2 separate regions of the Sus scrofa genome follow, and region 1 is linked to region 2. A link is a contact called in public HiChIP or PLAC-seq data. All regions are on one chromosome and are shown on one strand. Each heading gives the region's core, a stretch centred on a gene start, on an enhancer-like site or on the middle of the called end of the contact. The rest is flanking DNA. Distances are from core to core; before and after follow the strand shown.

Region 1 (5,293 bases), core at 1,584-4,083, 190 kb after region 2:
CGGCGCCCCCCGCCCCTGCGCCCCGCCCCCTCCCTGGGAGGACGCCCGGACGGAACCGATCGCGGCTGGTTTGAGCTGGTGCGTCTCCATGACGACACGCGCGGCGCTATAAGTAGCGGAGCGGCGGCGCGTCGGGCTTTGTCAGTCCCCTCAGCCTCCGCCGCCGCTGCCCCTCTGCCAGCGCTCCGGCGCCACCTCGGGCCGGCGGTCCTCCGCGGGAGGGAGCGAGGCGGCGGGCGGCCGGGCGGGCGGCTGACGGGGGCGGCGGGGACAGCGGCGGGGCGGCCGGCGGTCCTGCGCGCTCGGCGGCGGCGTCGCGTCTCCATGGGGTCGGCCCGCGGCGCCCGTGCGCTCTAAGGTGAGAGGGGCGCACCCGGCGGCGGCGGGGAGGGGGTGGGGAGGGACGGCCACGTGTCCCGGCGCCCGGGCCGGGCCGGAGGCCGGGCAGACCCTGCGCCTGGAGCTGCGGGGACAACGTGGTCGCCAGCCGGCCGCCGGGCCCCGACCTTAGTGGGCCGCTGCGCCCCCGGCCCTGGCGTCCCGGGTGAAGCGGGGCGCCGACCCCCGGCCCCCTGCGCGCTCGGCGGCCGCCGTCCCGGCTTAGGGCTGCCGGGGGCTGGAACCGGCGGCCCCGGGTTCGCCTCCCAACCACGTAAGTCAGGATTTCTGAGCCGGAAGCTGTTGAGAAAGCTCGGTCGTTCCTTCAACCGCTATTTTTTTTTTTTTTAAACCCACGTGGTAATCCGGTAACAGGTGCAGGAGAGGTAGGAGGCGAGCCGGCGCAGGTCCGTTTCACTCATCGCTCGTGCTCACTTTTATAAGGAAGAGACGTCCCGTTCTGCCAGGTTGCCCTGAATTCTCTTTTTTTCTTTTTTTAACTTTTGGTTTTGCTCCGTATCCTGAGCAAATGTCGCAATGTAAAAACCCACTCGAGTCGCTGGAGCTGAGATAATCTAACTGATAATACTGATCCTGCCATGGCGTAGAATTGCTTAAGGAATCTTTGAATGACTTGGTGATTTAAGAAAGTCCTCGATTGTGGAGATCGCAGTTCAGGCGAGCAGGCTCAGACATAGGAGCCGGTCCCAGGGTTTTCAAAAAAGGCTTATGGAAAATCTGAAATGATGGGGGCAAGTGTGGGGCGCAGAACCTCTTAGAAACGTCTGGGGAAGACGGAGGTGTTGACTTTATTCAGACCTAAAATTGGCCATAATTTGGATAACTTCAGTGGCTGATCGAATTAGTGCTCGGCTTCCTTTTAGCCCATTGGCAGTAAAGAATTTCATAGTAGAAAAGCGCTGTCTTGTGTTCACTGAGTCACTGTTAAGTAACAGATAGGAACACCAAAGGGTGTTCTTGGGTGAAGTTCCTCTGTATTGAAAGTAACTGAAATAAAGCTTTGAAAGATACAGGAAAGCCCAATGTGTAATAGTGCTGTATTTGAAAGAAACAAAAGCTTCTAAGTTTAAGCCTCAATATTGCCTTAAAAATAGTTAACCCTAAATAACCCAGTCTGCCACCTTGGAGCCTACTTACGTGCTGTTCTGAGAGACACAGGAGTTTACCGGCAGCATAGGCGGTTTGACAGTGCCCGAAAGTCACATTAGATTAAGAATACACGTTCTGCCAAGCATGGGTTTGGATTTATGGCAGGCCCGTACCCCTGGGCCTCTCATAGTGTCCCATGCCAGAGCAAACTGTGGCCCCGAACCATTGCCTGGCCTCTGCCCATAGGCTGCAGGCACTGAAGCGGGTTGCACAGTGTCAAAGGAGTCCTCCCTGGCAGAAATGGGGTACCATCAATAATTTTAAGATAACTGCTGTGAAATTTCATGAAGGCCGAGGACAGCAGCCCTGACTGTTAAACGCGCTTTATTTTTGCTTATTCCTAATTCATTACCTTGCTTTTATTTTTCTGTAAAGTTTGTCAAAAATCATTCCCAGGTGGTAATCATTAATAGCCAAGCAAATGTTAGAGCACCTGGAAGGGCAGTTGAGATTGCCAGAATGGCTGATGGGGTAGGCAGCGCTGGTTTAAGAATACTGATTTCTGGTCAGATGTGGTAACTATATTACAGTAATGTTGATTTGAAGATTGCAATTTAAAAAAATACATGCCTGGCATGACAATGAGCACAATTCTCAGGAGACCGCAAGAGCCGTCAGCAAATGACAGTGATGATGCCTATGTAGGACTTGGGAATGTGCAAGATGTTTATACAGCAACTTTCGAGAATCCCTGTAATGCTATTTTAAGCTTCTAAAAGAAGAATAACACTGAAGTGAGGTAAACTAAGCATCATAGAAGTTTCCCTACCAGTGAACTTCAGTACAGAAACGTTTCTGAAACGTGCATTCTGCATTTTTAGCAGGAATATTTGAAATACCTTTTTTGAGGGAGACTACTATATATGGAACTTGAGTGTCCAGAAGTCTAGTGCTGATCCTGTGGTGTCTCATTCCGTAGAGGTTTATGAAATCATGGGAGGACACCAATAGGAATGGTGGGATTCCCAACCTCAGCAAGTGAGCTCTCTCTGGAGGGTGCTTGAGTGTGTGTGTGTGTGTGTACACGTACCTGACTATATTCCAATTTGCTGTGTTCAGATTCTGCTCAGCAGGACATTCCCACTGCTGCACCAAGGGCACCCGAGTCTTCAGCGGGACAGGGATTCCTGGAGAATTACCTTTGTGAAGAGCTGGCATAATTTAAATTCCATCTTTTGTTTTCCGTGTAAGTGTTCATGGTTTATCTTGCTAAGAATTACTAAGTCGTGCTAGGACTTCCAAGTAAGTTTGTCTGCCCTGTGCAGTTTGTTGTGTTTCAGAAAGATATCAAGAAGCCATGAACAGCTTTAGTAACGAGGAGTTGGACTGCCATTTCCTGGATGAAGGCTTTACTGCCAAGGACATCCTGGACCAAAAAATTAATGAAGTGTCTGCCACTGTGAGTACACAGCAAGTCCTTGCTGGTGGCGCAGCTTTGAGAGTGTTTGGGGGGGGGTGGTGAGTGGGAGACTTCGGGGGGGGGGTCTCGTGGGAATGTACATGTCCTCTTGGGGCGCTTGGAATGTGATTGGCTGTGAATCACCCCGTGGCAGTAGGGATGGACTAAATTATTGAGAATGATGGGCAGGAGGCGGGAAGGCTGCATATGGGACGTGTTGGTAGACTGACTGCTGACGGTTTCCTGTAACTCTGGCCCTTACCGCAGGATGATAAGGATGCCTTCTACGTGGCGGACCTGGGAGACATTCTAAAGAAGCACCTGAGATGGCTCAAAGCGCTTCCTCGGGTCACCCCCTTTTATGCGGTCAAATGCAACGATAGCAGAACCATAGTGCAGACCCTCGCTGCCATCGGGACAGGATTTGACTGTGCCAGCAAGGTGGGTGAAAGCAGCAGAACTCAAAGGGTTGCATGTAATGGCCCTGGTGTGGGCAGCAGGGCAGATCCCGGTGTCTTGCTGGGGCAGTAGACGTGTTGATGGCGAGTAGGGATGGCGGCGCCTTGCCCTGTTTTCCGGGTCTTCCGCGTGTCGGCTACATGTATGTAGCCTAACACCTTCTCTTTCAGACTGAAATACAACTGGTGCAGAGTCTCGGGGTGCCTCCAGAGAGGATTATCTATGCAAATCCTTGTAAACAAGTGTCTCAGATTAAGTATGCCGCCAATAATGGAGTCCAGATGATGACCTTTGACAGTGAAGTGGAGCTGATGAAAGTCGCCAGGGCGCATCCCAAGGCCAAGTGAGTTCACACCTCCACCGGAGGCGGGGGCTGACTGGGGGTCGGTGCAGCGGCAGCCAACTCAATTTCCAGTCCTTAGATTTCCATACTTTGGAATGTTGCCTGGGTCAGAGACAAAGTAGAAAAAAGCTTAGGCCCTCTTGGTGGGTGAGATCAGATCAGACCCAGACCGCAGGGCACCAGAGCCACGGAGTCTGATCCCCTGGCCGCAGGTGACCTTCATCGCGGGCATCTGACGCACTTTGCTTGGTTCTAGGTTGGTTTTGCGCATCGCCACTGATGATTCCAAAGCAGTCTGTCGCCTCAGTGTCAAATTTGGTGCCACACTCAAAACCAGCAGGCTGCTTTTGGAGCGGGCGAGGGATCTTGATATTGATGTCATTGGTGTCAGGTGAGCTCTTGGTGATGGCAGGGCGAGAAGTTAACGGTAGACCATGTGGGTGTGACAGGCTTGCTCCCACTGGGAATAGTTATTTCCAGAAATAGCATATTCTCCTGTCTTTTGGCCCAGCTTCCACGTGGGAAGTGGCTGTACTGATCCCGAGACCTTCGCACAGGCCATCTCTGATGCCCGCTGTGTCTTCGACATGGGCGTGAGTCTCCGTAACCCCACTTGGGAGGAGGGGCCGGGGTGGCAGTAACTGGTCCCAGTCCGGGAATTAGCCTCTGGTCCCAGTTCTCCTGTTAGAGTCTGTTAACCCTCCCTGCCGCGCACATTGCTCATGACTTGTTGCGAAGCTGGTGACTGACGGACATGATTTTCCTGCCTCTAGGCTGAGGTCGGTTTCAGCATGTATCTGCTTGATATCGGTGGTGGATTTCCTGGATCTGAGGATGTAAAGCTTAAGTTCGAAGAGGTAATTCATAACAAAACCATAATCGCTAGCCCCTTAGTTCCTTTTTGAATGTCTCAAAATGCAAAGTGGTTTTGTTTTTTTCGTTTTTTTTGGTTTTTTTTGGTTTTTTTTTTTTTGCTTTTTAGGGCTGCACTTGCGCCACATGGAGGTTCCCAGGCTAGGGGTCTAATCGGAGCTACAGCTGCCGGTCTACGCCACAGCAACACCAGATACGAGCTGTGTCTGCAACCTACATCACAGCTCACAGCAATGCCAGATCCTTAACTCACTGAGCGCGGCCAGGGATTGAACCCACAACCTCGTGGTTCCCAGTCGATTCCTTTCTGCTGAGCCATGATGGGAACTCCAAAATTCAAAGTGTTTATTTCACTAATACCCAAAGGGATTCTACAAACGTGAAAATAACGTCGTGGTGTGGTGTTTTGAGTGGCTTCTGTGCTGTTTAAAGTCATATTTGATATTTTTTGGTTTTCTAAAATAAAATGAACCCAAAGCCGTGGGAAAGTGGACTGCATTGCGAGCTGTGGCTTTGGAGAAGCGTGCCCACTTGGGCATCATTTCCCCAGAGGGTCTTTGCTAGAATTTGTGCTGCTTTTTCTTAAAACATTTTAACTGTTTTAAGTCATAGAAGTTATGCCATTGTGTGCTGCTCATTTATGAAATAGATGTATTTTCTTATTAAAATTA
Region 2 (5,498 bases), core at 1,385-3,884:
AGGCAGGAGGCAGGTGGGGCCCGGGCCGTGGGGTGGGCGGGGTCCAGGAAGGAGATGCCGCATGGCCGGGCGTTGTTTGTGGTCGAGGTCTCTTCCGACCCTGCTTTCAGAAGGCTGTTCTGTCCATCTTGTAAAAGGAGGTCAGTTCTGAACTAAACTGAGCAGGAGGCGATATTCTGGGCTGCGATTGGGAGCACTTTTGGGGAGAACGGTTGTTTTCTTGGAGCATTTGAATATGAGGAGGCAGTGGCTCACAGAGGGTCTCAGAGCTGGCTGCCCACCAGTATGACCTGGGAGCTTTTTACAAAGGACAGGGTCCTTGGCGTCCTACCAGGGGTACTGGCCCTGGGTGTCTGGGGGGAGAGCCCAGAAGTGTTATTTGGAACATGCTTCCAAAGTGGTTGTGAAGCCTTCCCCTGGGAGCCACGTCCAGCGACAGTAGAAAAGCAGGTCTGCACACACGGTTTGGTCCACAGAGGTCACTTCCCAGAGAAGCAGGGAATGAAGGAGACGAGACCGTTGGGGACAATGGGGAGACCCGACATGAGCAGGACCTTTAGAGGGAAACGAGAAGGAAGAGCCAGCCCGGCGGCTCCCGGGAGTGGACAGGGACAGTGAAAGAACCAGCGGCGGCTGAAGTAGAGAAGCCGAGAGGGAAGGGGTGCCGAGGGCATCGCTTAGCAGGTACGAAGTGGCACAGAAGCGGAGGCAGGAGCGGACTCGGCGCTGGGCGGTGCTGCACTGCCCGTCTCAGTGATGGACGCGGCAGTATCATGTCATCTTTCTAAGAACCCTTTGTAGTTGGTGGCGCTTGTCACCCACACCCCCCTTCCCTCCTCTTAAATCTTTGGAGAAGAGAAAGCTGCTGTTTTTTGCCCAGGGCTGGTCACTTAGCTGGTGTGTTGCGGCGTCTCGATGAGAGGCGGCCGTTCCTGACTCTGGAGCCCAGGCTCTGTCTTGGCGACATGGTCCACTCCCAAGGGAGAGGTGGCCTTCTGCATCCTTGTAGTTGGCCTTTCATCGGCCAGAGTTGGGACAGGGTTTCATAGTTGTGAAGGTGAGTCGCATTGTGATGCGTGCAGGAGTTACTGCCTTCGATGCCGGGGTCCGAGTGCGAGGATATTGAATGATCTGAAACGGGGTCTGGGCTGTAAGCACCAACAGGAGTAAAACCAGGTGAAACTGAAGTTGGAACAAGAGTTTAGCTGGACTGAGGGAGTGGGGGTTTGACGAGGACAGACAGGGATGAGAGAGAGAGAGAAGTTCTCGACCTGGGCCGACCAGCTGGGGAGCCAGGAGCCACGTGTGGCCACCGAGCACTTGCGGAGTGACTGAGCTGAATTGAGCCATGCTCTACATGTAAGATATACACCAGGCTTCAAAGACATTTTATTAAAAAAAAAAAAAGAATGTGAAGTAAATCCTAAATTTTTTATATTGATTGCATGCTGAAGTAAACACGTTTTGGTCAATATATAAAAATTAACTTCACCTGTTTAAAAAGATTTTGGGGGCACATCTGGGCCGGGGATTAAACCCTGTGCCCCAGCAGTGGCCCGAGCCACAGTATTGACGGTGCCAGATCCTTAACCTGCTGAACCACCAGGAACTCCAAAGATTTTTTTACAGGTGTCTCCCAGAAAAATGCAAGTCACAAATGTGGCTCGCACGAGATTTCTGTTGGGCAGCGCTGGCCTGGACGCAGAAAGCTTTGACAGTTTGGGATGCTGGGCAGGAGCAAGGCATCTAGGCTGTGGGCACCAGGTGCAGCCTTGATCTCTGCCTGGATGCTAGAGGTGTTCTCCTAGCATCAAAGATGCCGTTGTCCCACCTGCGAAGGGAACGGTCACTCCCTGATAACCCCTTCGTCAGTCCATTTACCGTCTCCTTGATTGTCCTCCACATGCCTTTTTCAGGTCATTTTTTGGAACTAGGATATAATTGAGGTTGTGAATTGCATTTAGTTGTTGGGCCTTTTGTTTCTTTCAAACCAGAGTGGTCTCCCATCCTTTTTTCTGCCTCTTCCATGACACTGAGTTTTGCAATGATGACCAGGTCTGTAGTCTTTTAGGAGGTCCTGTGTCCTGGATTCCTGTGGTTGTTTTTTATGATGTCCTTTTTTGGGGGGCTGCATCCGGGCCACGGGTCGAACTCGAGCCACGGCAGTGACGACGCTGCCTCCGAAACCGCTAGGCCATCCAGATGTGCTTCAGCTTCTTCCTCCGGCCCTGATGGTTTTTTTTCCAAAATGGAAGTTAACTGTAATGGCTTCATGCACCGTAGGTTAGATCTTTCGGACAAGGGTGCTGCACGGGGCGCTGGGTCCTCCGTGTGGATGGCATCCCATCCCACCCGCCATCCCAGAGCCAGAGGTGGACTGGGCGGTTCCCTTTGTGTGGCCACCCGATCTCCCCATTGCAAAGTACCCTCTTCTGGAGGGAGCAATTTTAAGAGTGAAGGTTTGGACAGAGGAAAGACTTTACCGTCAGATAACTTGCAAGAGGTTAATCAGACAGGAAACCCAGCCAAAGAGGCGATTGCACGAGCTGGCAAGCCCGGGAAGGCGGGGCCTCCGCTGCTCCGTTGGGGTTTGTGGCGGGCGCGCTTGGCTCCCAGGCCTGGCTGGCGGCCCCGGCTTTCCGCTCCTTTCCCTGTAACGCTGCTCTTGAGGGTTGTGCTTACTCACGGCGCGCTCAGTCACAGTTGGGGAAAGCCGGGGCCTGCCTTCTTTACCTTTTCACTTACTCATGTGGGAGTGATGAACGCCAAATCACGGGTGCTGTTTCGTCATGTGTTTCTAGTACGAAGGCTGCTCAGGACGCGGAGAAACGGACCCGCCTCCCGGCTCCGCGCACCTGCTCTGGCTGCTCCCCCCGCGGCAGCTGCTGGGGCAGCCGCTCGGCAGGTCGGGGCCCGAGAGGCCCCCGCCCCGCCCTGGGGAGTCGGGATGGCGAGTCCCCGAAGCCCTGGTGGGGAGGAAAGGCGATTTCCGCGCCGAGAGACCTAATTCAGGCCTCGTAATTATATACATGAGCCTGCCTCTTGTCTCACCTGCCTTCCAGGGCTGCTGCAGACGGCCTGTCCTGTTCGCCGTGAAAGGCCTTTTCTTCTCTGTCGGCAGCCTCTGGGTACAGAGAGAAAAGCTGTTCTGTCGGCCGCCTGACCCTGGGTGCCCGGGTCGGTGGATCACACGCTCTGCACGGAGCGGTGACTGCGGTGGGAGCGCCCGGCCTTCGCCCTCGGGCGCAGGCAGCTTCCCGGCCTGTCTGCACAGAGCTGCTGCAGTGCTGCTTAGAAGGGTCTGGTGCAGGACCAGGGCTTGGCTTTCAAATTTCCAACCCATTGCTGGCGAATATGTGAGTAAAATCCCATAAAAAGGCATAAGTAGAGAAAGGGTCGCACGTTGCATCTCGCTGCAGCGTCAGCCGGCTGTAGGTTTGGAGGTCCTTCCCCTCGGCTGCCGCACCTCCCAGCTCAGTCGCCGTCCACACACTGGCCCCAGAGCCCATGGGCACTAGTCGCAGCCTAAGGGGCTGTTGGATTCTGAGCTGTGACCGTCAGTGAGTCCTCGAGCCCTCGAAGCACAGGCAGAGGAGAGCTGTGCGCGCTTCTGTCTCTGGGAACAGCGCTGCGGCCCGCACAGCGCGCCGTGGCCTCTGCGCCGCTACTTCCCCCCGCAGCCGTGTTCTCCTGACTCCAGAGGCTGATGACCTTTGCCTTCGCTTTCATTTATTTTTTTATTATTATTTATTTATTATTTATGTATTTGCCTTTTCTCGGGCCACTCCTGCGGCATATGGAGGTCCCAGGCCAGGGGTCTAATCAGAGCTGTAGCCGCCGGCCTCCGGCAGTCACAGCCACACGGGATCCGAGCCTCGTCTGCAACCTACACCACAGCTCACGGCAACGCTGGATCCTCAACCCACTGAGCGAGGCGAGGGACCGAACCCCAAACCTCATGGTTCCTAGTCGGGTTCACTCACCACTGAGCCATGATGGGAACTGCTATTTATTTAGGGCCACACCCGAGGCATATGGTAGTTCCCAGGCTAGGGGTCAGATTGGAGCTACAGCTGCCAGCCTACACCATAGCTCATGGCGACGCTGGATCCTTAACCCTATGAGCGAGGCCAGGATCAAACCCGCGTCCTAATGGATACCAGTTGGGTTCCTTTCCACTGAGCCACAACAAGAACGCCTGCCTTCCCTCTCAAAATTCATATTGCTTCTGTTGAAACCCTAATAAACATCAATATAAGAGAAATTTAAAGGGAAAATTTACAATCTCTTCATGAGTATCATTTTCATTAGAGAAATTCTTGTCACATTAATCAGGCATTCATGTTTTCAAATTGTCCTCACACTACGTATGTAATTGTCTTGCCTTTCAATTCGACATTCTATTGAAAATGTTTTCCTGTTGCTGTGTCTGCTTTTTCATGGTTTATTTGCTCGTGTGGGGAGCCTCTCCATTCTCTCTTAGCTGTTATTGGAGTTTTAGGGCCCACGTGCCATGGGTTTTAACGTCAGTAGAATATCAGCTACTCCTCCTGCTAGCTTTTTGGGGACCTTGAGTAAATTACCTGAGTTTGAGGCTACTTTCTTACCTGTGGATGTAGCCCGCTGGCTTCCCTCTTGCCTGTGATCGTCTTAGTTTCTGCCGAACCAACTCTTTCCCTGGCGTGGTTTTCCTGCTTCTTTCTTGTTAGAAACGTCGAATATTCTTTGGGCTTTGTGAAGTTATTTTTCTCCTTTATAGCTGGTGTCCGTCCTGACCTTTACCGCTTTAGTTTGGTGGTGGGTCAGCTTGTGTCATGGTCTGTATGTGGCCACGTGAGGTCCTGCTGCATCGTAGGAGACCATCGGCTGCAGTCAGTCGGAATTCTTCGCGTATCAGATGAGCGCCTCTTCGGTGGTTTGGTAGGTGTGGGTGTCTCCCCGTAGAACATTCCGTGCCGAACGTCCAGGGTTGCGCCAGTGAAGCCAGGCTTAGGGGATGTCTCTGGCAGGAACCTTCTCTTTGGTTGTAACACGTCTCCCAAGTCCCCAGACCTTCTCCTCCGGTCATGTCCAGCGGTTTAGGAGAGGCTTTGCAGTGCTGTTCGAGAGGCTTGGGAAGCAGCAGTCCGTCGAGGTGGTTTCTCCTGATACGACCTCAGTGAGCATTTGTTTCCAGGGCGAGAAAAATGTTCAGATGAAAGACTTTATAGAGGCCACCAGCATCGAGGACGTCTCTGCTTCTTGATTTGCTTTAATTTAGATGCATGTTCTTGCTTTCCTCCGCCCCGGTCTGTTCCTTTGCGTGTCTTCGTGGTGCATGTGTGTACTTCGTGGAGCTTGGTCCCAGTTCTGGGCTTGCCCCCCCCCCCCCCCCAGTCTCTGCGCACGCCGGGCTTCTGCTCAGGGAGCGCCGAGTCCCTGCTTTCTGGCTGTTAGTGGACCTCATCCATCTCAGCATTTTATTGCACTTAACAGCGTTAAATATCATCCCTTTGACA

What was found. HiChIP or PLAC-seq counts read pairs in DNA pulled down with a chosen protein or histone mark.
Region 1: an H3K27ac HiChIP or PLAC-seq map of alveolar macrophages shows a contact between it and region 2. The contact joins the promoter of ODC1 here to the enhancer-like site in region 2. A contact is called at or near these places in 1 of 5 promoter capture datasets (liver), 7 of 47 Hi-C or Micro-C datasets (embryonic fibroblasts, heart right ventricle, omental adipose tissue and 2 more) and 2 of 2 datasets of contacts at active chromatin or transcription factors (alveolar macrophages and skeletal muscle).

Annotation. Positions count from the first base shown.
Region 1 is chr3:126,086,950-126,092,242 of Sscrofa11.1, forward strand. ODC1 (ornithine decarboxylase 1) reads left to right here and starts at 2,834. Exons shown (of 10, transcript NM_001122983.1): 1 at 2,834-2,947; 2 at 3,215-3,388; 3 at 3,577-3,749; 4 at 4,006-4,140; 5 at 4,261-4,342; 6 at 4,523-4,606. The coding sequence starts at 2,846.
Region 2 is chr3:125,892,942-125,898,439 of Sscrofa11.1, forward strand. The region is part of intron 12 of NOL10 (nucleolar protein 10); the gene reads left to right. Among named protein-coding and RNA genes, the nearest start is that of NOL10, 34 kb to the left of the region's middle. Within about 2 kb of position 2,635, at least 11 of the 83 cell types and tissues checked have an H3K27ac peak or open chromatin away from gene starts, as enhancers often do. A contact at or near this core is called in alveolar macrophages, embryonic fibroblasts, liver and 1 more, where this site is marked.